Regions from separate parts of the Salvelinus alpinus genome. Here region 1 is linked to region 2. A link is a contact called in public Hi-C data. All regions are on one chromosome and are shown on one strand. Each heading gives the region's core, a stretch centred on a gene start, on an enhancer-like site or on the middle of the called end of the contact. The rest is flanking DNA. Distances are from core to core; before and after follow the strand shown. Region 1 holds the start of LOC139553380 (calmodulin-1). Region 2 holds the start of ttc7b (tetratricopeptide repeat domain 7B).

Region 1 (3,783 bases), core at 70-2,569, 130 kb after region 2:
ACCACACACAGCACAACAGTGACACTTACATGGTGAAAGTAGGCTACTTACACACTCAACTACTCATACATCTACATTTGACCAGCCATTCCTTTATTTTTGAATTGTAGATGAGCAGCACCAGATAGAGATTTATATTTCAAAGGAAAAGGCACACATATGCATTACATTATGTTATTGGTGCATAAGGTGATAATGATAATCTGAGAATAATAGAGATTTATTTCAACAGATGATAGAGCTGGGAAAGTAAAAACACATAGTGATTCAAAGTTTTCGTGGCAAATTAACCATTTAAACCTCTGCAACAGAAGTAGGCAAGTATATTAATATTGAATTCATATTCATTTCCCAATATCAGTCATTGACAAATGTACCAATAATGGAGTTTTATAGTTGGACTCCTTGGTAATACAACTGGTGAAAATAAAATATTTATTTCCAATGTTTTGCAAACTCAGAACCAACTTGTTTCCAGAAGATTTCATGATATCCTAAATCTGTAATTTCTTCTAATAATGAAATTATAGAGAGCATGCCTTAGTAGGGGATCCATATTCAATATCTATAGCCTATTCTTTGTTATTCTCAAATAAAGTGAAAAGCATATATTCAGTTGATGCATTTGTATTTTGATCAGTGTATGCAAATAATTACTAGGTTGTGTATCTCGATTCTGCATGCTGTTTGTGATAATAAAAAACCTAACACCTAACACACATGTCATATTTACAAAAAAAATGTTGCAAAAAAAACAGTCAATTGTTGACATAGGCAGAGAATAGGTTGTGGCAGCGGCTTTGGTCATATGGCAAACAGTACAGATTGTAGTTCACTTCGACAAATGTCTGTCTGTGCACTGAATTGACAGGTTCCTGATGAGCTCGAGTTGGAACACGGGCGCTCTACTTTTTGCAACGCACTGTTGTATCTATGCGGAAGAATACTTTAAAACACACGGGCCTGTCTCTTTGTTGACGCTGGAGAAATTGCGGTTATTTTTGAGACGGCGTTCCTCATTGGCTACTGTGGACCTGCAATATTCTGTTCACTGTACGAGCGCCTAAGATTGGCTACGTTGGATCTGCAATGCGTCAAGCAATGGCGCCTAATGTTACCTCAGTAGTTTTGGAAAACGGTGTAACCGGACAGTCTACATTGTAACACTGAGTATTTTTGCAATACTGTAATAATTGCTTACGACAAGACGTTTCTTTCAGTCTTTGTAGTGTCTCAAAATGTTTCCTCCTCACCTGGCAAGGGCTCGATTTGAGTTTTTCGGGAGGAGTGGTGGTGATAGGCGATTGGTCACCGCAAACATACACGGAACATGTAGTCGCGGGATTTTAAATGACGGGTTTCGATGAAGGAATAGAGAATTACAATATTAGAAAGCTTGTGCTGATTCCAAGTCTATTTTGTAAATTAGACCAGTACTGAATACAAAAATCAAGATTTACTATGGCTAAACAAACTGTTTAATAGTAATTAGGATTGATTTTACAATCAATGGACTGGCAAACCATTGAATTAACGATGAGTCCCAACAATATTCCCGCTTTAATCAGTCTATGGAAGTGACTGATTGATTCATGCTCAAAGATGAATAGGCTAAACTAAATCATAAAATGTGCATTCAAGATAACATGATTTAGCCTAAAATTATAGCTACTACCCCTCCAACAAACCACAGTCGCTTCCGAGATGACGTCATATTTATCCGACTGTTTACATGCAGAGGAGAACAACACATGGCTCTATTTCCATCTTTTGCAGGATTATCAAATACAAAACCTGAGAATGCACCTAAAGGTATTACCAAAAATGTTTATTTATGTTTAGTGGATGTGTGAACCAGCCAGCCCTCTTTCTGTGACAGCCCGGGACTTCGAAAGATAGATCTAGTGAAAGTAAACGCAAGTGCAACGTTTCTGCCTTTGACAGAACGTATTAAAAGAGCTGTCAGAGTCAGCTTGATAGTTTCTCTAGTTTGTTAGCTAAATAGCTCCCAACACAATTTTACTATAGCTAGCTAAGTGTCTTTGCCATCGGTAACACAGTCTGCTCGTAACATAGCTAACGTCCCCCCAAAATGCAAAACCCTAAACCCATTGACACAGTGCGAGAACTAAATGCGATTGATTAGATATGCCTCCTCTCTCTCTCCTCGGAACTAGAATGGCTGAGCAATCAAAGTTTCTGCACCGACGATGTTCTTTCTGTCCACCAGCGAGCCACTGAGAAAGCCAATGCGACACAACCAGCAGAAACAATATGTTGTGTTATTATCATAAAATTGTTTAATCGTTATTCAGTTATTTCCCTTTCTCTGTGACAGAATAGTATTTCATGCTCCATTGTACAGGAGAAAGGATAAGGCATTCTGTCCTCTTTGAGAAGCACTGGAGGTTTTATCGAGTGGCTTTGAATGTTATTGCATAGTCTTGTTGTTATTACATAATTGACCTCAAATTATCTCTTTTGTGTGATGATATGATCTGAGCATTGACCGTTTTTGAGAGTTTCACCCAAAAGTCAATAGCTTGTGGTATTTGTACTTAAATGTTTACTCCTAACATTTCTGAACATACAACAGATAGGGAGGATAAGAATGACGTCCCATCCAATAAGATGAAAAGAAGAAGCACAGGAAGAAGAGCGGAGAACCTTCTACAGCAAGCAGTGGCGCATATTCAAATACTATCTACCCCAGTGATCTCCTGAAAAAGGCTGAGAGCACTCCTCACTAGTATGACCTCACTCCCTTTGTTCCCAGTGAGACCCAGTCACTCAGGTCTACATGCTCTGGTAGGGATTTCAGGACTGGGCTCAAATGTATAAAGCATCTCAGAGTAGGAGTGCTGATATAGGATGAGTTGGACAAGGGGTGAACTGTTCCTAGACCAGCACTCCTACCCTAGGATGCTTTTTAAATACTTGCCCATGACTGGTAATACTGTACTAGTTGTTGCTGGGTAGGAGTGAGATTCAGTGTCTGTGGCTCAGTGCGTTACAGGAGGTCTACTCTGGGTGTCTAGGCTGACTGCCAGTTGAAGGAGCTCTTCTTGACAGACTCTGAACTAACTACGACACACACACACAGAAAACTGAGGATGGATCAACAATATGCCTCTTTTAAACAGGAAACTTGTTTAACTCATCTTTGAAGCTACAGTTAAATTAGCATAATGTTAGGATTATGTTTTGGATCTGTTCTGTACTACCAATGTTTTACAACTAATCTGTGCTGTACTATCAATGTCTCTGACTTAAAGTACACCATTATATTTGAGCTCTGTACTCTACTCTTATTGTATTTGTATTGTATTTTTATACAATCATGAAAACGCTAACTTGCTAGATGTCCCCCAACCCTTCTTTAGAGGTGTATACTCTGCATTGATCCTAACGGTGTTGTTCTTTATGTCTATAGTGAGGAGGTGCAGTGTCAGCTGGAGGGGTCTTTTGTGTGGCTGGATGACCTCTAGACCCCCACCGATTGGCCCTTCTGCGTGGACAGAAGAGCAGACCTCTCCAACTAGGAGTACAAATTGCTCTACAGAGAAGACATCGCTAGGTAGGTAACCTCCCTTCCACTGCACCACCTTCCACTCTCCGCCTCTCCCCTTCACTCCCCCCTCATCTCTGCACCACTACAGCCATATCAGCTCTTGTGTAGCCGCTCATCAGCCATCATCTGCCCACTCTTACCCTGTCCATGCTAGTGAGCTGAACAGAGCTGAGCCAAGCTAAACTATACTGCACTGGCCTGGCATAGAAAAT
Region 2 (4,109 bases), core at 1,565-4,064:
TGTTTCAGTGCAACAACAAAAAAGTGTCACCTTTTTGGGCTCTCACCAGTTTGCATCAAAACAATGCTAACTAGTGTTAGTGCAATGACTGAAAGTGTATGGTATGTACTAGCATGCTAGCAGGTACTATAGACTTCCAGTCACTAGTTAGCAATTACGCTAACGCTAGTTAACAACTTCCTTCAGACTGCACGCAGAGACATAAAAATGGTATCCACGAATTCATCTGACTATGGGCAAGTAGATAAATTGCCAAATCCCTTTAATCCTCTCCTCCCCCCTCTGCCCACAGTGTCATAATAACCACGACGAGGTGTAGTTTAAACGACTTGACAGCAGCAAATCTACACTGTTCATATCTCTGCTCCAGAAAGGAAAATACACCATCAAACACTCCTAATTCCACAGGTCAACTTGCACCACTCCTAGTCCCTCTGCAAAGTTTAGAGGAGCTCTTCAAAGACCCCCACGGTGTCATCTTTTGCCCAGTTTTGTATTTTCTATAGTACAAGGAAGTCTGAATGGAGTGTTATCTATACTTAAAAGACAATTTATATGAAATTCTCTCTTTTATGGGGGGCGGGGTTTAATTTGATGAGATGGGTTCGGGTCCTCTGAACTGTATCATGTCACGTGTGTGTCTGTAGCTGTAAATATAACTAGAGTGAGCTCCAAAAGTATTGGGTCGGTGATACATTTGTTGTTGTTTTGACTCTGTACTCCATCACTTTGGATTTAACATTATACAATGAGGTGCTGACTGTCAGATTTAATTTGATGGTATGTTCATCCATATCAGGTGAACAGTCTAGAAATTACAGCACTTTTTGTACATAATCCCCCCATTTCTTTTTCATTTTTTTATTTAACCTTTATTTAACCAGGTAGGCAAGTTGAGAACAAGTTCTCATTTACAATTGCGACCTGGCCAAATAAAGCAAAGCAGTTCGACACATACAACAACACAGAGTTACACATGGAGTAAAACAAACACAGTCAATAATACAGTAGAAAAATAAGTCTATATATAATGTGAGCAAATGATGTGAGGTATTCGGACAAATTCACTTGTGTATTAAAGTAGTCAAATTGTTTGTATTTGGTCCCATATTCCTAGCATGCAATGATTACATCAAGCTTGGAACTTTACAAACTTGTTGGATGCATTTGCTGTTTGTTTTGGTTATGTTTCAGATAGTTTTGTGCCCAACAGAAATCAATGGTAAATCCTGTATTGTGTCATTTTGGAGTCACTTTTATTGAAAATAATAATTTAATGTTTATAAACACTTCTACATTAATGTTGACTCTACTATGATTACGGATAGTCGTGAATGATGAGAATGTTAGATGAAAAAATATACATGCTAATCTCTCACCATTACAATAACTGGAGGTTAGCATTTCTTTGGGGGGGGTTATGATATTTCTCATCATTATTCACGATTCATTCAGGACTATCCGTAACTAAATTAAAGCTGAAAGTCTGCACTTTAACCTCATAGTCATTGTATAATTTAAAATCCAAAGTGCTGGAGTACAGAGCCAAAACAACAACAGAAATGGTCACTGTTCCAATACTTTCGGAGCTCACTGTATGTTCCAATACCATCTTTAGTGGGCAAGATAAAAACAGATATGGAGAAAATGAATTTCCAGACTCTGATTTTCTACAGGTTTGCCTTAACAGTAGCTCAAAGCCATAGGATAAATGCACAATATAAATGGACCAACACTGTTAGATCTATAGAACGTTACAGTACATCAGCCTCCAATGTACTGTAACCTTGCCAAATATCCATTATTCTCTCTTGCCATACCTGTCTCTGCCAGTTCTACTTCTTGTATTTTTTAATCACCTATTATTATATTACTAGTAGGGTACCTGAAATGACTGTCTATATCTTTAAGTTGGCTAAATGTCTTACACCTTCCAATGTAGTATTCATTTGTTTCTTGCCGTCTATCTTAATGACACTCATACTGCACTTCCAGATGCTGTGTGTTGCCGAGAGCAGAACCAATATGCGTCTTAAAGATGTAGTCCGGGATCTTATGTGGATGACTTAATACACAATGGTGCACAATTTTCAGGGACCTGTTTGGTTCATGAGAACTACTTTTAAAACTACTGGCTCAAATTATACAAAAGCTCTGGAGCATCATTTTAATGTACAAAATAAAGTGGGCCTGCATGTTTTAACCTTTATATGGAGCAGGTTTTACTAAAGATATGCCCCTAAACCATAGAGAGCTGGAGTAGTAGCTGGAGTAGTTTGGAGATTCCAATAGATACAAATTCTAGCAATACCATCACCATCTACCACAGCCAGTTTCTTCTACCTAAACAGCCAAGTGTTATTATTCATATGACTTGGGTTAGAAAGCTTTTTTACTTGCCCAAACTCTACTGCCAAGAATAAGCTCAATATTTGAAATGTGTATTGTAGGGCACTAATGTGAATGGTGTGAAAATAATGAACTGTTTTGTTCTTAAAACTGACTTGGAAGGGATATGTTTGAAAGCAAGATTTCAGCATGTCTGTTCTTGTCCTAAAGCCTTTTGGGATAAAGTATCAATATGAATGTGTGGTATTAATGTATTTGTATTTCATCATTACTGCCTGGTTGTACATTGTAAACATTAGAACCGTTGGCTAAACAAAACAAACATGGTGATATAATACATAGCTATGAATATGTCCTTACATGCGTTTTTGAAAATGGTAATAAAACCTGAATAAAACCATTGACAGTTCAACATCTGACAGATGTGAGAGTGACAGCTACCGGGGGTGTCGCTGTTTCCATTCCAACCCGTACCGCAGCTGATGATTCGTGGCTGTCGTGTTTTGGTCTCTGCTAACGCCGGAGTCTGAAGATGACAGCGAGAAAGTCTGGATCACGACTCGAGACCGAGATAGAACGATGCCGTTCGGAAGGGCAATGGGACAAGATACCAGAGCTTGTACGGCAGCTGTCTGCCAAACTAATATCAAACGGTAAGAAATATGTCTACGATTCGTGATTTACTTTTGCTCTGCGGTTCATTCAGCGATTTGGGGCCTGGACAGGGAGCAGAATCCAAGGGCTTTCTTAACCACGTCAACGTGAATGCAATTTCCATTGCGAGTCGGTTCCAGCTAGCCAGCCATTTCTAGGTCATCTGTAAAAACGAAATAATTATCTTGAAAAACCGTAATGGTTTATAACTATTTAGCGAAAACGCCAAAGCTCATTTGAGTGTGCATGCGCGCTCACTTCCTATTTCTTGTTTTGACAGTTTTCTGTAATTTAAGCCAGGGCTAGCCAGCATAGCTACCACCGTGTGCCTAGCTAAACTTGTCTTGGGCAGAGAGTATTCCTGGCGCTATGCATACTGGTTGAACGTTCTCACCCAGGAAAATTTTCTGAAATATTTTACTGAGCTAACTAGCAGTCTTACCAGTTGCATAAGGTAGACTCCATAAACATAGTTTAAGAATCTAACGTTACTTGTACTCCTGGCTCCATATCAATGACATCATCATAACATCGGGCGACTAACTACTTAATGAAATCAACAAAAAACTAAATTGAAATCTTTGAGCAATGAGTATCCCTCAAGGAGGTGAGAAATATTTGCGGTCTTGGCAGATTTGGGTTCCGTTGGTGTTTGTTGGTCGTCACTAGTTACCACAGCCACAAAGTGATGAACCTGCCTATTTCTAAAATGTATCTTCTTAAAATCTAATTTGAAACCTAACCTTAACCACACTGCTAACCTTATGCATAACCCTAACCCTAAATGACGACTAAAAACACGTTTCTGTTTTCATAGATTTTACGATATAGACATTTGTACTTTGTGGCTGTGGTAACCAGTGGAAAACCTGTAAGCAGGAAGTCACTGAGATGGTATGATGATGTCATATTGCTGACTTCACCTTGAAATATCTTATTTTGGAATTAATATATGTTTGTTGATGTAAACTGACAGGCATACCTATGTCAGTTAGACCAGAGGGTCACACTCTCCTGTCATGCATAATGGGCCAGTTAAACTCGTAACATACTGGATTAGCCTACAAGTCACCTTAAAATTATAAAAAGCGTGGCATTTAGGGGTT

The links. A called contact is a pair of places that touch in the nucleus more often than the background predicts.
Region 1: a contact with region 2 is called in a Hi-C map of red muscle, with 4 times the contacts expected there. The contact joins the promoter of LOC139553380 here to the promoter of ttc7b in region 2. A contact is called at or near these places in 2 of 3 Hi-C or Micro-C datasets (muscle and red muscle).

What each region holds. Positions count from the first base shown.
Region 1 is chr25:12,430,818-12,434,600 of SLU_Salpinus.1, forward strand. LOC139553380 (calmodulin-1) reads right to left here and starts at 1,320. Exons shown (of 7, transcript XM_071365651.1): 1 at 1,254-1,320. It also overlaps the pseudogene LOC139553035.
Region 2 is chr25:12,298,945-12,303,053 of SLU_Salpinus.1, forward strand. ttc7b (tetratricopeptide repeat domain 7B) reads left to right here and starts at 2,815. Exons shown (of 21, transcript XM_071365640.1): 1 at 2,815-3,002. The coding sequence starts at 2,882. LOC139553375 (breast cancer metastasis-suppressor 1-like protein-A) reads left to right here. Exons shown (of 4, transcript XM_071365645.1): 4 at 293-2,614. The coding sequence ends at 319.